Regions from separate parts of the Sus scrofa genome. Here all the other regions are linked to region 3. The links are chromatin contacts, called in public promoter capture Hi-C maps. All regions are on one chromosome and are shown on one strand. Each heading gives the region's core, a stretch centred on a gene start, on an enhancer-like site or on the middle of the called end of the contact. The rest is flanking DNA. Distances are from core to core; before and after follow the strand shown.

Region 1 (4,710 bases), core at 74-2,573, 420 kb after region 3:
CGGATTGGATTTGGTGTTGTTGCGGCTCTGGCGAAGGCCAGCAGCTACAGCTCCAATTCAGCCCCTAGCCTGGGAACTTCCATAAGCTTGGGGTGCGACTCCCCTCCAAAAAAGCCACTGAATAAGGCGCTTGAGGGTCCAGCTCCTTCAATAGTAGTACTTAGGGTAAATTAGTGCACTGGCATTTGGGTTTATACATCAGTCTCTTGTGTGTTTGGTACCTGAGTCAGTCCTTGGGGCTTAATCGTCTCTGCGTTTTCCCAAAACTGAATTTTGTACTTTAAAGCTGATAAGAACACCTGTGTAAGTGAGAATCATTCCATTGGAAATGATTGGTAGGCCTCTTATCGTTTGCTCCAAAAGGAGTAATTTGAGGGCAGGAAGAGAGGAAAGGTATTGCCTCTGAGGGTTCCTGGGTAGTCTCTGCATTTGAGTTGGAAAATTGGGCCCAGTATTAAGCCATGGCACCTTCTCAAAGTGCTTCTGGAGAAAGGAATGAGTCTCAGGCCCAAAGATTTAAACTAGTACCTCCCCAACATTCTCCCTCTGGGGGGCACACACTCTCTCTCCCAGAGGAATTGAGGTGTTGGGTTCAGGCTGCAAGTGCGATTATTGAAACAACCCAACAAATACATTTAATGATTCAATTTGTTCCCTACTTCTCAAGTAAAGCTCAAATTTTAAGACAGCAAGAACCAACCTCTACCATAAAAAAGACCAAAACTCCAAATAATGTGTTTTTTTCTTTAAAGTTGTTCAGCAATGATAGTTTCTTATTTGAGTTATGAGGTTCAGGAGCATAAAACCATGGGCTGATGCAATCTTTCTGTCTTCAGGTTTTTTTGAAAGAAAGGCAGGTGAGTTTCCATTTGCACTTCCATTTTTCCCCTGGCTTGGTTACTGTGTCAGGTCAACATTCCAGCGCTCCTTCCGACAGCCGTTAAGCCCAAGGGAGAAAAGTGATTAAAACATAACGGAGGGACACCAGTGCCCCGAGTATCAGTATATGGGGGTACAAATGAGAGGTGGGGAGAGACTCTGGTTTAAACCCAAAGACTTTAAAGGCTAACGATGACTTTGTTTTTATAAGGAACTGCAGCAGATACTCTTGAGTGCGGACTCCCAGTCCTAAGAACAGGAAGAGGCAGTCTGAAAACCGAAACCGCCCAGGACACAAAGACGACGTCCCTGGGGCTCGCTGGTCCAGTCAGCCAGCATCAGGGAGATGCCTCGGGTGCACCTTGGCCCACCCTGAGGCTGTCTCAGCCGGGTGACACCCACCCAGGAAGCTGGCGCGAGGGAGGAGGTGGGGTGGAGGAGGGGCGGCAGGGAGGCCACGCCCGTGACCACGCCCACGCCCCGCCCCGCCACGATTATAGCCGATGACTCAGGGCGGAGCTCCGCATCCAGCCCTCGCCGCCGCCAACTTCTCTGGATGGGACCAGAAGTTTCTAGCCGGCCAGTTGCTACCTCCCTTTATCTCCTCCTTCCCCTTTGGCAGCGTGGAGGCTATTTCCAGACACTTCCAGCCCTCTCCGGCCACGTCACCCCCTCCTTTAATTCATAAAGGTGCCCAGCGCCGGCTTCCCGGACACGTCGGCAGCCCACAAGACTCTAGCTCCGGCCTCGGCCAGCGAGCCACTCTGCGCCTGGAAGTCCGGCACCCCGCGACCCTGTGACCCGGCACCCCGGCGGCTGCCCCTCCGGGCCGACCCCGACCCAGCATGAGCGCTGCCACCCACTCGCCGATGGTTCAGATGGCGTCCGGCAACGGCGCCGGCGACCGCGACCCCCTGCCCCCCGGCTGGGAAATCAAGATCGATCCGCAAACCGGCTGGCCCTTCTTCGTGGACCACAACAGCCGCACCACGACGTGGAACGACCCGCGCGTGCCCCCGAGGGCCCCAAGGTAAGCGGGACCCGAGCTGCACTCTGGCCAGCACTTCCCCCCACCCCCACCCCCCCCGCGCCCCGACGGCGAGCGGCGGGACAGGGCTTCGGGGATGGGGGTGGCGGGCTGGACTGGGCCGGGCTGCGGGGACGCGAGGAGCAGGGTGCCTGCCGGCCACAGCCCGCCCGCGCCGGTGTCCCAGAGGTCAGTGAAGGCCACTGGGAACGTACAGACCCCCAAGTGGACACCAGCTCTCAGGAGTCGGCCTGCCGCGTCCCAGGAGCCCCCTCCCCAGGCCCGCCCTTGGCCGGCGTCGGGGCGAGGGGGAGGCCCCGGGGAGGACTGTCCTCTCTGGGCTGCATCTGGTTTCCGGAGGTCGGGCGGGAAGTGCGACCCGCCCCATGGTGCCAGGTCCGGTCCACCGGCTGGATTCGAGGGGCCGTGGGCCAGGAGGCGAGGGGCGATCGGCCTGGTCAGCCTCGGAGGCCCGGGCCAGGCCCCACCGCGGCCTCCGCCCGGCTTCCAGGGCTGAGAGCCTGGTTTCACTCTGCTGATCACGCTTGGTCGGACGCCAGGGGGCCTTTGGCAAGCTTGGATGGGGGGGTCTCTTAGGATCTCTAAGGACTTTTACCTCCCAAAGTTCCAGAACTTGCTTGAGGGTATCTTGACTTCAGTCTTCCACCTGAGGCACAGAGTGACTCAGGAGACTGACGTAAATACATCCCCCCCGCCCCTTGAATTTGAAATTAAAATTGTATTCTTGTTTGAAACTGTTTTCGATAAGAATATATTCTAGAATGACTTGTTAAAAAAAAAAAAAAAAAGATGCTGTTCTCCCAGGCAATTTTAAACTAAAGACGTGAGACTGTCGCCTAGTTGGCTATTGACTTAGACATTGCCTCACACTGGCGAGAAAAAGTGTTGTTGTTTTTTTTTAAATGGCAATACATTCCTTTCCTTGTTATGTTACTACAATACCCAGGATTTGTTTCTAATACACAAATAATTGAGTAGTAATGCTTTTGTGAATACAGATGTATGCCTTATTTACATTTATGTAAGGGTATATACTTCTTAATCCTTAGGAGCCTGAAATTTTGAAAATATAAACTCGGAATGAGTGTTTAAAAAATTATGACTGTACTTTTCTCGTGATTTTTCTGTCCATTTGAGCTTTTTCAAAAGATAAAGCTTGGCAAAAAGAGGTCTACATTAAGGGTAGCGTTAATGTTGTTTGGGCAAAATAAAAATAAAAGTCATGAGCTGGTAAGTTATTTTGAAGACTTAAAAATTCACCAAATTAAAGGCTTTGTAAGTCATTATTTCAGAAGAAAGATCTGTTATCCATTTTCATTTTAATGTACTTTTTTCTTAAAAGTGTATATAAAGTTCTGGTGCCCAACAGTGAGACAGGGTATATTTAGCAACTTACATTTATAAGAAATTAATTGTATGTTTATTTTTGAAAATTAGTACAAGAGGCTGTAATTAGCTGGGATGGTCATAACTGCAGATACTTCTTTTTTTTTTTTTTTCTGTGTCTGTTCAGCCCATTGTTGAGTGAAACTAATGCCCATTTCAGTCCCCCTCTGTTACTGCAGTCTCCAGGGAAGAGGTCCTTATTGTGACCAAAAAAGAAAAAAAGAAAAAGGTTGTCATTTTGAGACTAATGTCCTGTAGAGACAGGGATGTCAGAATCCAGTGGTATCCTTAGTAGTGAATGAGGATCAAGTTTGAACATATCCACTGTGAGTGCAGTGTAAGTCCCACCTTGCCGGCACTTTGTTTTCAATGTGAAACTCACCCAGCAGGTTGAGATCTTTGTGTACCCGCACAGTGGATGGGTCAGGCTGTGGTTTCATAAACCTTCTTAAGGGGGAAAAACCAGGTTGAATTACTGTTATTGTTCTTCCCAAGTAGAAAATAAGAGCTACTCAACCAAAAAGAACTCTGATCCTGGAAAAGTTGATGTGAAAATTTAACAATCTGAATTTTAAGGTTGAAAGGTCCTTACAGATTTTTTAGCTCAGTCTCATTTATCTAAGAAGTAAACCCAGAGAGTTCAACTGTGTTTCCAACGGTCACTCCGCTGCAACCAATAGAAAAGAGAGAACTATACCAGAAGGTTCTGATAAGAGGCAGTAGATCTGTTCAGAAGAAGATAGAAATGTCTTAAATTTTTATGAAACACTGAAATTTGTAGGCTGGAACACTACTTGGGTGGTGATGGCTGGGTGTGTTCAACTCAAGAAAAGAACTCTCTTTACCAGATTAATTACTTGAGATTTGTCAGCATGGCACCACATCATAAGGAGAAAACTAACATTCGGTTCATTAGCTCCATGGGCTTCGTTGCTTTCAAGCCTGTGCTTTGATATACACAGAACGTCTGCGTGGCTAATTCACTGTCACTTATGACCCCATAGTGCAGAGTAAATATGATGGAAAAATCTTTCTCTATTACCTTATACTGGGACATGCTTTCTTTTTATTTATTTTTGTCTTTTTAGGGCCGCACCTGCGGTGTATGGAGGTTCCCAGGCTAGGGGTTGAGTCGGAGCTGTAGCCGCTGGCTTATGCCACAGCCACAGCAATGTGGGATCCAAGCCATGTCTGCGCCTACACCATAGCTCACGGCAACGCCAGATTCTTAACCCACTGAGCAAGGCCAGGGATGGAACCTGCATCCTCATGGACATTAGTCAGATGCGTTTCTGCTGAGCCATGGCAGGAACACCAGAACTTGCTTTGTGAATGAGGAATGAGAAAAGGGCTCTGTCTGAAAATGAAAGGTAGTTTTAGAGGAGCTGAGCTAAGAA
Region 2 (4,361 bases), core at 1,024-3,523, 380 kb after region 3:
AATGTGCCACGAAAATTTACCAATTATTCAGTAACTATTAGGATGCAATGGTGACATTTCAGATTTTTAAATACAATGTAACTTTTATCTTTATTAAACACATACTAGCTAGACCTAAATCCAGCTTTCCCAGATGCTTCCATCAAAGAACACACTGCTAACTAAATACCAAGTCTTGACTTCAACAGATGTTAGGGGACAAACTTCATGTTTGTCCCAATTCTCTCTCTTCTGGGAAAATAGAGCAGAAATGGAAGACAACACAGGACATAAATACAAAACTTCTACCAAGCAGGCTTTCCATTCAAGTATTTGATGTGCTTAAGTTGGCCTCAAATTCTCAAAACAGTATAGCAGATACTTTAGTGAGACATTAAAGAAATAGGAATAAAAAAAATGCAACCCCCCCCGCCCCAACAAAATGAAAATCCCAACTATCAATATTGAACATAAGACATCTATTTTCTGGACTGAGCAATCTTTCTTTGGCAGGAGTAGAGATCAGAAACTAGTCAAACTTCCTGAGCACCCTTCCACCTGCATCTATTCCCCAAAAAGTAATTACCCCATCAGACAGCAGAGCCAAGTGAACTATGGTCATATAAACACCAGGCAGAGCCAAGAGAAAACAAAAGCAGCGTTCTGACTGACTCCTTGTACTCGAAGCAGGTGTGTTGAGCTTCGTAAGGCGAGGAAAACCCAGTGCCCAACTTAACACATTTAATTAGACTCACACTTAAAAAAAAAAAAAAATGCAGGAAAAAAGAAAGGAGTGCCACACTAGTTGGAAAGGAATGCAAACGCTGAGTCATCACTCTTCATTAGGAAAGGAAGGAAAGCGGTGGGAAGATGAAATTCATTCATTACATTTGGGCTTCAGGGTAAAGAGCAACAGCAAGGTGGAAGAAAAAGCACTCAAAAGACACACATCGAATAGCTGATAAAAATATCATTTTATCCAACTCCGAAGGGCTCGACGCAGAAATAGATTAGGTATGTAATAGAGAAGGTAGCACCAATAGAGCAAAAAGCTGTTTAACAACTGGTTGTCAGTTTAGCGTAGGTAGCGCTCAAAGTAAACTTCGTCATCCAAGAAAGGAAAGATGCTCCGGCGGCAAGAGGCATCCCTTTTGCACTTCAAAAGTAGCGGGCGCTTGGCGAGTGTTTCTGACAGCGTGGGCGGGGGCACGTGGGGCAGAAAGAGAGTAGGGGCTTGAGTGGCGGAAGAGTGTCCGGCTTCCTCGCAGAGCTTAGCTTGGGAGAAGAGCCGGGAGCGACTGGAGCTGGGGACGTGGAGGGCGTGAGTGCTAATTCCTCGCAGCACGCAGGGGATGTGGCCGCAGTCCCACCCCCAGTCCCACCCCCACCAGGCCCAGCCCCCGTGGGGACCGGCAGCTCCCGGCCCAGCCCAGGGCCCCCAAAGCACAGGGGGAGCAGGAGCTCTCCCGGGCCTGACAGACTCTGCCGTGCAAAAGCCCGGCTCAGGACGGGGTTGCAAAGAAGGGCGCGAGAGGAAAAGGTCGAAACTAGCCCCGGACCCCAGGAAGTGACTGTGTTTGGGGGAAGGGAGGGCTTCCTTCCCAAGGAAAAAGGGACAAATGAGGAATGCACTTCGCGTCCGCGCCACCCCAGCTAGGGAGCCGCCGAGAGTCCTGGCTTCGGCCCCGCTCTCTTGCTCCCTCCCATAGCATCCCGCAGTGCCCGGGCCTCTAGGCGCCTGGCACCCCCCGTCTGGGTACTCACAGAGTCCGGGGCTGCCCGTCGTCTTCCATCATGGTGGGTGCGACGGAGCGATCCCGGGACAAGGGGGAGGGCAGGGCTGGGGAAGGGAGGGGGTGGGGAGGAAGGGGAGGGGGGCTCCGGGCACCGGCTGGGGACAGAGGAAAAGGCACCGAACCCTGCTCTCGGGCTCTCTCCCCCCAGCCCGCTCCGGACACTGCGCTCCAACCAGGAGGAGCTGGAGGAGGAGGAGGATGAACAAAATGGCCGCCGCCACCAGCCAGGCAGGAAACGGGGCAGAGCGCAGGCGCGGCCCGCCAGGTCACCGCTCAGGCCAGCCGCGACGGCCTGAAAAAGCGGAGAACTGAGTGGGGAACAAAAGGGGCCACTGAGGAAACCTCGTGCCCGGTCACGACGGATCACGTCGTCGTTACTCGCCGGCTGGCTAGCGAAACCCAGCCAGCTCAAGAAGAACTCGAGAAAAAAGAGAACCGCCGTAAAACTGAAGTCTCTGGGAATTGTGGTCCTGGAAATGAGAGAGGTAAGCACTTCCCCGGAGGACTTCTGGGAACTGTAGTCCTGAGGAGCCGGAGCCGCTCTGGGAAGCGAAGAAGAGACTTCTGGGTAGTGTAGTCGTACGTGAGACGTGCGGCGACCAGGAAGTCGGCGTGCTGGGAGGGGAGGGAGAGAATAAAAGCGACGTTGAAAGGCAGGGAATCGAGCTGGGAAAAAGCGGCGTCGGAGAAGTAGACTGCAAGTCCCATAGTGCCTCGCGCTGGGGGCTGTCCTAGGACTGCTTCAGGCATTTTAAGACTCTTCTGTTGGCTCAGCGTGGGCTGCTGCTCCGCCTCTGTCCAGCCCAAGAGCGGTATCTTCAACTGCGGCTAATTCCGTGCTCTGGCTCCGCGTGGCGTCCAAGCCCGCAGGCCTTTCTGGCCCTCCTCTATTCATCAAAACCGCCCGCCCGCGGTCGCCAACTGCCGCCCCGCGCGACGGGCGGAGGGGCTGGGGGGTTCCTCCGGCCCAGCGCTGAGCTGGAAGCTGCGCTCGCCGGGGCCCCTCCGGCTTTCTCAACAGCCCGCCGATTCCTCCTCTGGGCTTGTTTTCCCGCAAATAGGTATTCTACCCTGGGTAGACGGCTTCTTCATTCGTTATCTCATCGGATAAGGGGGTCAAAAGAGCAGCCCTCCACTAAAATGACTCATCGAGTTGGTGTAAAGAGGGCGATAATGCCCTTCTGCCCCTCATTTAGTTATTAGAGTGAGTCTTTGGGCAGAGACGTGCACAGACTTAAGGCTGTGTTTACAGACATCCATCCATCCATCATATGGACGGGGAATGAAGTCTTGCTCGAGTATGTGGGAAACCCCGTTCAAACTGGCTACGTAACCTTGTAGAATTTGTTTTTTTCACCGGCGGCAGTTCACCCTACGCTCCCACTCCTTCACCCCACCCCCAAGCGTCTTTGGGAGAATGCTTTTGAGCTCGTACCCCCTCTTGTAGGTTAGTGAAGTGAAGGATTATAACGGCGAAGAAAGATTTTTCATCCTGTTGCCAGAGCTAGAAGGTCCCAGGTAAACTGTGCCTTGAGAGTTGGTTTTATAAACACTACCACTGACTCCTAATCCTGTGATGGGGGTCAACCGTGCAGCAAAAACGTTGTAATGTCAATATGGGGAGGAAGAAGTGGGGGGTTCAACCTGGAAGGCTTCATAAGACCTTGAGAAGAGAGTTGAGCCCCCTGAGTCAATGGGAACGTCAAGGGGCACCGAGGCCAGGACCCATGGGTAAAAAAAGTGTATGGGTTTGGTGGGGGGAGAAGTGGGGGAAGGCATGGAGTAGGAATCTGGAGAGCTAAGTTAGAAAGGTGGGCAACGGTTTTATAGCACCATGTTGTTAAAGATGGGTACCAGGCTGAGGAGTTTGGGGCTTTGTCTCCCAATCAATGAGGAGCTATTCAGAGGTTTTATTTTTTTTAATTGAACCGACGTCCAGAGCTGTAACCATCATCATCCAATTCATCATTGATCCACGCCCACTGTGTTAATTTCCTATTGTTGCTGCCACAAACTTAGGGACTTAAAACAGGACTATATTGGGAGTTCCCATCGCGGCTCAGTGGTAAACAAATCCGACTAGGAACCATGAGGTTGCGGGTTCGATCCCTGGCCTTGCTCAGTGGGTTAAGGATCCGGTGTTGCCGTGATCCTAGCTGTGGCTCTGGCATAGGCTGGTGGCTACAGCTCCGATTGGACCCCTAGCCTGGGAACCTCCATATGCCATGGGAGCGGCCCAAGAAATGGCAATAAGACAAAAAATAATAAAATAAAATAAAAAAACAAAAAAAAACAGGACTATATTATTTTAGAGTTCTGGAGGTCAGAAGTATGAAATTAGTTTCACTGAACTAAAACCAAGATGTTGGCAGGGCTGGTTCCTTCTAAAGTCTTTGGGAGAATGGGCTTCTTGCCTTTTCCAGCTTCTAGAAACCGTCTGCATTCCCATCATCTTCAAAAACAGCAGCATGGCATCTTCTTTCCTCTCTGACCTTTCTGCCTCTCTCTCTGTGACTGATCCTCCTTCCTCCCTCTTTGACTTCATGAGGACCCTTTGTGATCACATGGGGCCAGGATAACGTCCCA
Region 3 (4,331 bases), core at 777-3,276:
CCATTATTCAGAGATGATAAGTGTTTCCATTATCTGGTTCAAACAAAGGCATAACAACACTTACTGGTGCTAAAGGCGAATTTTGCTTGACTGGAACCAGACCACAGCACACTTGTCAAGCATGTTCTTCGAGAAGGAGCAGGCCTAAGGGCTGCAGAGGCAGAAATGCCCCAAGGAACGGCACTCACATGTCGGATAACCTACAAAGAGAAATATTTTATATTAGGAAATATTCCCAGAATGGTGGCTGAATCCGTGCTGAGGACATCAGGCCAGCAGTAGCCTCAGCCGTCCCTATTCCTGGGAACAAAATACCAAACTCCAAGAGCATGGACTGGATCTCCATGTTCTCAAAATTCCCTTCTGCTTCCTTATCCCTCAGGACTGCCAGGTGGGAGGGATGTTGGGAGATGGTGGTCAAAGGGTACAAAGTTGCAACTGTGTAGATAAGTCTGGATAGCTAATGTACAAGCATATTGACTATGCTTAAACTACACTGAACGCTGGCAATATGCTAAGAGTAGTTTTCAGGTACAATCACACACAAAAGGTAACTATGTGGGGTGTCCCCACTGTGGCACAGCAGAAACAATCTGACGAGTATCAGTGAGGATGTGGGTTTGATCCCTGGCCTCGCTCAGTGGGTCAGTGATCTAGTGCTGCTGTGAGCGGTGGTGTAGGTCGAAGACTCAGCTCGGATCCCACGTGGCTGTGGCTGTGGCGTAGGCCGGCAGCTGTAGCTCTGATTTGACCCCAGCCTGGGAACTTCCATATGCTGCGGGTGCGGCCCTAAAAAGCAAAAATAAATAAGTAAATAAATAAAGGTAACGATATGAAGAGATATGTTCATTACTTTGACTGTATTTATCATTTCATTATGTATATGTACATGGAATCATAATGTACACTTCAAATACATATAACTTTTATTTTAAAATATATATAAATAAATGAAGGGGGGAAAAAGACTGCAAGGGAGCTCCCTGGTAGCTCAGCAGGTTAAGGATCTGGCATGGTCACTGCAGGGGACCGAGTTCAATCCCTGGACCTGGAACTTCAGCATGCTGTGGGTGCAGCCAAAAAAAAAAAAAAAGACTGCAAGGCAGGGGGGATTTATAAAAACACAAAGACTCCATGCTTTTAACAGCAACCCAGAGGATTAAAAAACCAAGGAGACTTGGCCAGGCCCTTTTCCAGCAGAACTTCTGAACTTGTTCTACAATGTCAAGGTTTTCCTTGGAAAAGACAAGGCCCTTTCAAGCTCTACAGAGAAGCAAACAAATAGAGCAAAGTTCAGCCTCTGGGAGAGTTTGGACAGGGCTCAAGGCAAAGGTTTGCTTAACTTCAGTGTTTGGCGTGACTCAGGACCAGCCTGCGTTGAACCCCAGCATGAGAAAGGGGAGAGCGGACAGCAAGAGGGTACCAGGCTTTGCGAGAGAAAAATAGCAGGGCCGGCTGGCCCTGGAGAGTAAGGAAAAAGTGCCTTTTGCACGTAAGCCCTTTGGTTACTTGAACATTTTGGTTTTCATCCAGCACTTAAGTGGATGCTCACGGAAACCTTGAGATAGGCAGGCATCATTCTATGTTGAGTTAGGAAAGTTAACAGGTTCAGAAAGACGAAGAAGTCACTTGTTCAAGGTCATAGAGTCGGTCCCAGAACGGAATCAAGGGCCAGGTCGCCTGCCTCCAGAGCCAGGTGCTCAGGTGGAGAGGGGACTGGGGACCCACGACTAGGAGGGAAGAGGGATTTGGGTAGGGGACCGCGAGGTGGGGTGGGGGAAGGGCAGTTATGCGCACGCGCAGGGAGCCTTCCCTAGAAGAGGAGGCCTCAGGTCCGTTACCCTCTGACATCCTCAGAGAGGGTGAAAGACCCCCAGGCCGCAAGGGAGCGGGATCCCATTTGAAAAGCACGTTCTCGGAGCCACCTCAGTGCCTCCGCGCCTGTGCCCCGCCAGCAGCCACTCACCGAAGCCCGGAGCAACCTTCCCGCCGCCGCCGCCGCCGCCGCCGCCATCTTCGGTGCGCACTGGGGCCTCGGGCCAGAGAAGCAAAGAAGGCGGGATCTACGGGGGCGTGGCCAGATGGGCGGGGCCTCGGCGGGCAGGGAGGGGCCTGGGTTGCAGCCCTGGCCAGGGATGGAGCCGGGAGCCAGGACCCGGAGTCCTATGCCCTCGCCGCCTTTTGGGCACCCTCTGGCTGTAAACGTCCCAATCGCTGGGTCCCTCGGCCCGGCTTCCGGTTGGGATAATTCCCGTTAAAGCTTCTAAGTAGCTAAATGCTTGTGAAAGCGACACTTTGTTTCTGTTTGTTGCCCCAACCTCTAGGACTAATCCAGGCAGGAAGCTAGATATTTCTATACTTGTTACTTTTTTGTTAACCTCCGTGGATTATTGTTGCAGTAAAAGGATCCGTTTCCTATTTCGACCACAGGCTTCTGCACGAAATGGCATTAGTTATCAATGAAATTTTAGCCGATTAATAAGCAGAGTGGGTCAGACCCTGCAAGGCTTTGTTGTCCTGAAAATCCCTGGATGATGCGTGAGCTCCCATTTTGGTTTCCCTTCACAACAATGGGGGAATTGGGACAAATTTAAAATGTGTTTTCTCTCAATTAGTAAAGCCAAGTGCTCAGGGGGAACATGGTACTTTGAAGCAAGTTCATTAAACATGATAAAAATCATACAGTGGCCTTACAGTAAGTGTGACAAAATGTAAACTCTAAGTGGGCATTTTCCAAAGGCCAAGCCTGTTATCTGAAAAACTGGATCCACCTCTTGGTGGATATGGAGCCAAAAGACACAACCCAGGCAAAGATCTGGAGAAGGAAGCATTTATTACTTGCTGCAAGTAAAGAAAACATGGAGGATCTGTCCCAAAGCAGTATCTCCTCAAACAGCCAGATTTGGTTAGTTTTAAGCTAAGGGAACATGCATATTCAAGAAGGGGCTTGGGTGGCAGACAGAATCCAAACTTTAGTTCATATGTTTTTGTTTGTTTGTTTTTTCTTTTTAGGACCGCACTGCAACATATGGAAGTTCCCAGGCTAAGGGTGAAATTGGAACTGCAGCTGCAGGCCTATGCCACAGCCAAGGCAATGTTAGATCTAAACTACATCTTCAACCTATGATGCAGCTTGCAGCAATGCCAGATCCTTAACCCACTGAGTGAGGCCAGGGATTGAACCTACCTTCTCATGGACGCTATGTCACGTCTTAACCTGCTGAGCCACATCGGAAACTCCCCAAGCTGTAGTTGATTGAAGTCATGAGAGTCAGAAAAGGTCAACATTATCCCTTAGGTTCCAGTTGGTCTGGCAGTTGAGGGCCTTAGGCCAATCTGTACCACTGAAACAGACCTAGAAGATTTTACAACTGATGCATTATCTTTGCTGTAATTACTTCTCTTGCCTGACAAGTCATTTGTTTCTGCATTCTTTCATTCCTTTTAGGTCATTAACTACTGAGACCCATTCAAGGACAAACACCATGGCCAGGCTTAGATCACGGAATAGCCTAGACCAAAAATGGCTTCTCTTATGTCAAGAAAGACATGCCCAGGACTTCCTGTCGTGGCTCAGTGGTTAACAAATCCGACTAGGAACCATGAGGTTGCAGGTTCAATCCCTGGCCTTGTTCAGTGGGTTAAGGATCCAGCATTGTCGTGAGCTGTGGTGTAGGTCACAGACGCGGCTCGGATCCTGAATTGCTGTGGCTCTGGTGTAGGCCGGTGGCTATAGCTCCAATTAGACCCCTAGCCTGGGAACCTCCATATGTCGCAGGAGAGGCCCTAGAAAAGGCAAAAAAAAAAAAAAAAAAAAAAAAAAGAAAGAAAAGAAAAAGAAAAAAAGAAAGACATGCCCAGTTCTCTTTCTCCAGGGACCATCTGCCTTATCTGCTTACAGGCCCAACCAAGCAGCCCAATTTCCAGATCTTCTGGCCATTGAAGAGGAAGTTTCACTGCTTATCCCTTCTTTTCCAAACAGCCAAAGCAATTGTCTAGTTAAACAGCTTTCCTCAAGTCGCACAAGGTTTCACTGGCCGGGAAACAATTAGAACTGAGAATTCCTCACTGGGCATATTGGTCTGACGATCTCAGTCTAAAGCTTATCTCCCTTGTCCTAAAAGGAATGAAATACCCTAGAATCTCAGGCTCAGAGACCCAGAGGAATTTCATGCAAGAGTCTCTCATTGGCCTGTTCAGGACTGCAAAGTGAATGGCCTTCGGTTAATTTCAGGCATCAGCCAAAGACATCCCCTGGAAGGATAAGCAGAGTCCTCCATTTGTTCATTTCAAGAAAAGATGACGTTGATTGGTATTTGAGCACTATTCTG

What was found. Promoter capture Hi-C pulls out the DNA fragments that hold promoters and counts their contacts.
Region 1: a contact with region 3 is called in a promoter capture Hi-C map of fetal skeletal muscle, with 2.5 times the contacts expected there. The contact joins the promoter of BAG3 here to the promoter of PRDX3 in region 3. A contact is called at or near these places in 2 of 5 promoter capture datasets (fetal liver and fetal skeletal muscle) and 1 of 2 datasets of contacts at active chromatin or transcription factors (alveolar macrophages).
Region 2: a promoter capture Hi-C map of fetal liver shows a contact between it and region 3, with 2.0 times the contacts expected there. The contact joins the promoter of TIAL1 here to the promoter of PRDX3 in region 3. A contact is called at or near these places in 3 of 5 promoter capture datasets (fetal liver, fetal skeletal muscle and liver), 3 of 47 Hi-C or Micro-C datasets (embryonic fibroblasts, liver and mesenteric adipose tissue) and 2 of 2 datasets of contacts at active chromatin or transcription factors (alveolar macrophages and skeletal muscle).

Annotation. Positions count from the first base shown.
Region 1 is chr14:129,508,917-129,513,626 of Sscrofa11.1, forward strand. It overlaps BAG3 (BAG family molecular chaperone regulator 3), which reads left to right and starts at 1,324. Exons shown (of 5, transcript XM_021073458.1): 1 at 1,324-1,913; 2 at 1,916-2,095. The coding sequence starts at 1,725.
Region 2 is chr14:129,464,877-129,469,237 of Sscrofa11.1, forward strand. TIAL1 (nucleolysin TIAR) reads right to left here and starts at 2,274. Exons shown (of 12, transcript XM_003133196.4): 1 at 1,744-2,274. The coding sequence starts at 1,775. LOC110256777 (a long non-coding RNA gene) reads left to right here and starts at 1,307. Exons shown (of 2, transcript XR_002338744.1): 1 at 1,307-1,519; 2 at 1,924-4,361.
Region 3 is chr14:129,088,764-129,093,094 of Sscrofa11.1, forward strand. PRDX3 (peroxiredoxin 3) reads right to left here and starts at 2,027. Exons shown (of 7, transcript NM_001244531.1): 1 at 1,967-2,027; 2 at 65-200. The coding sequence starts at 2,014.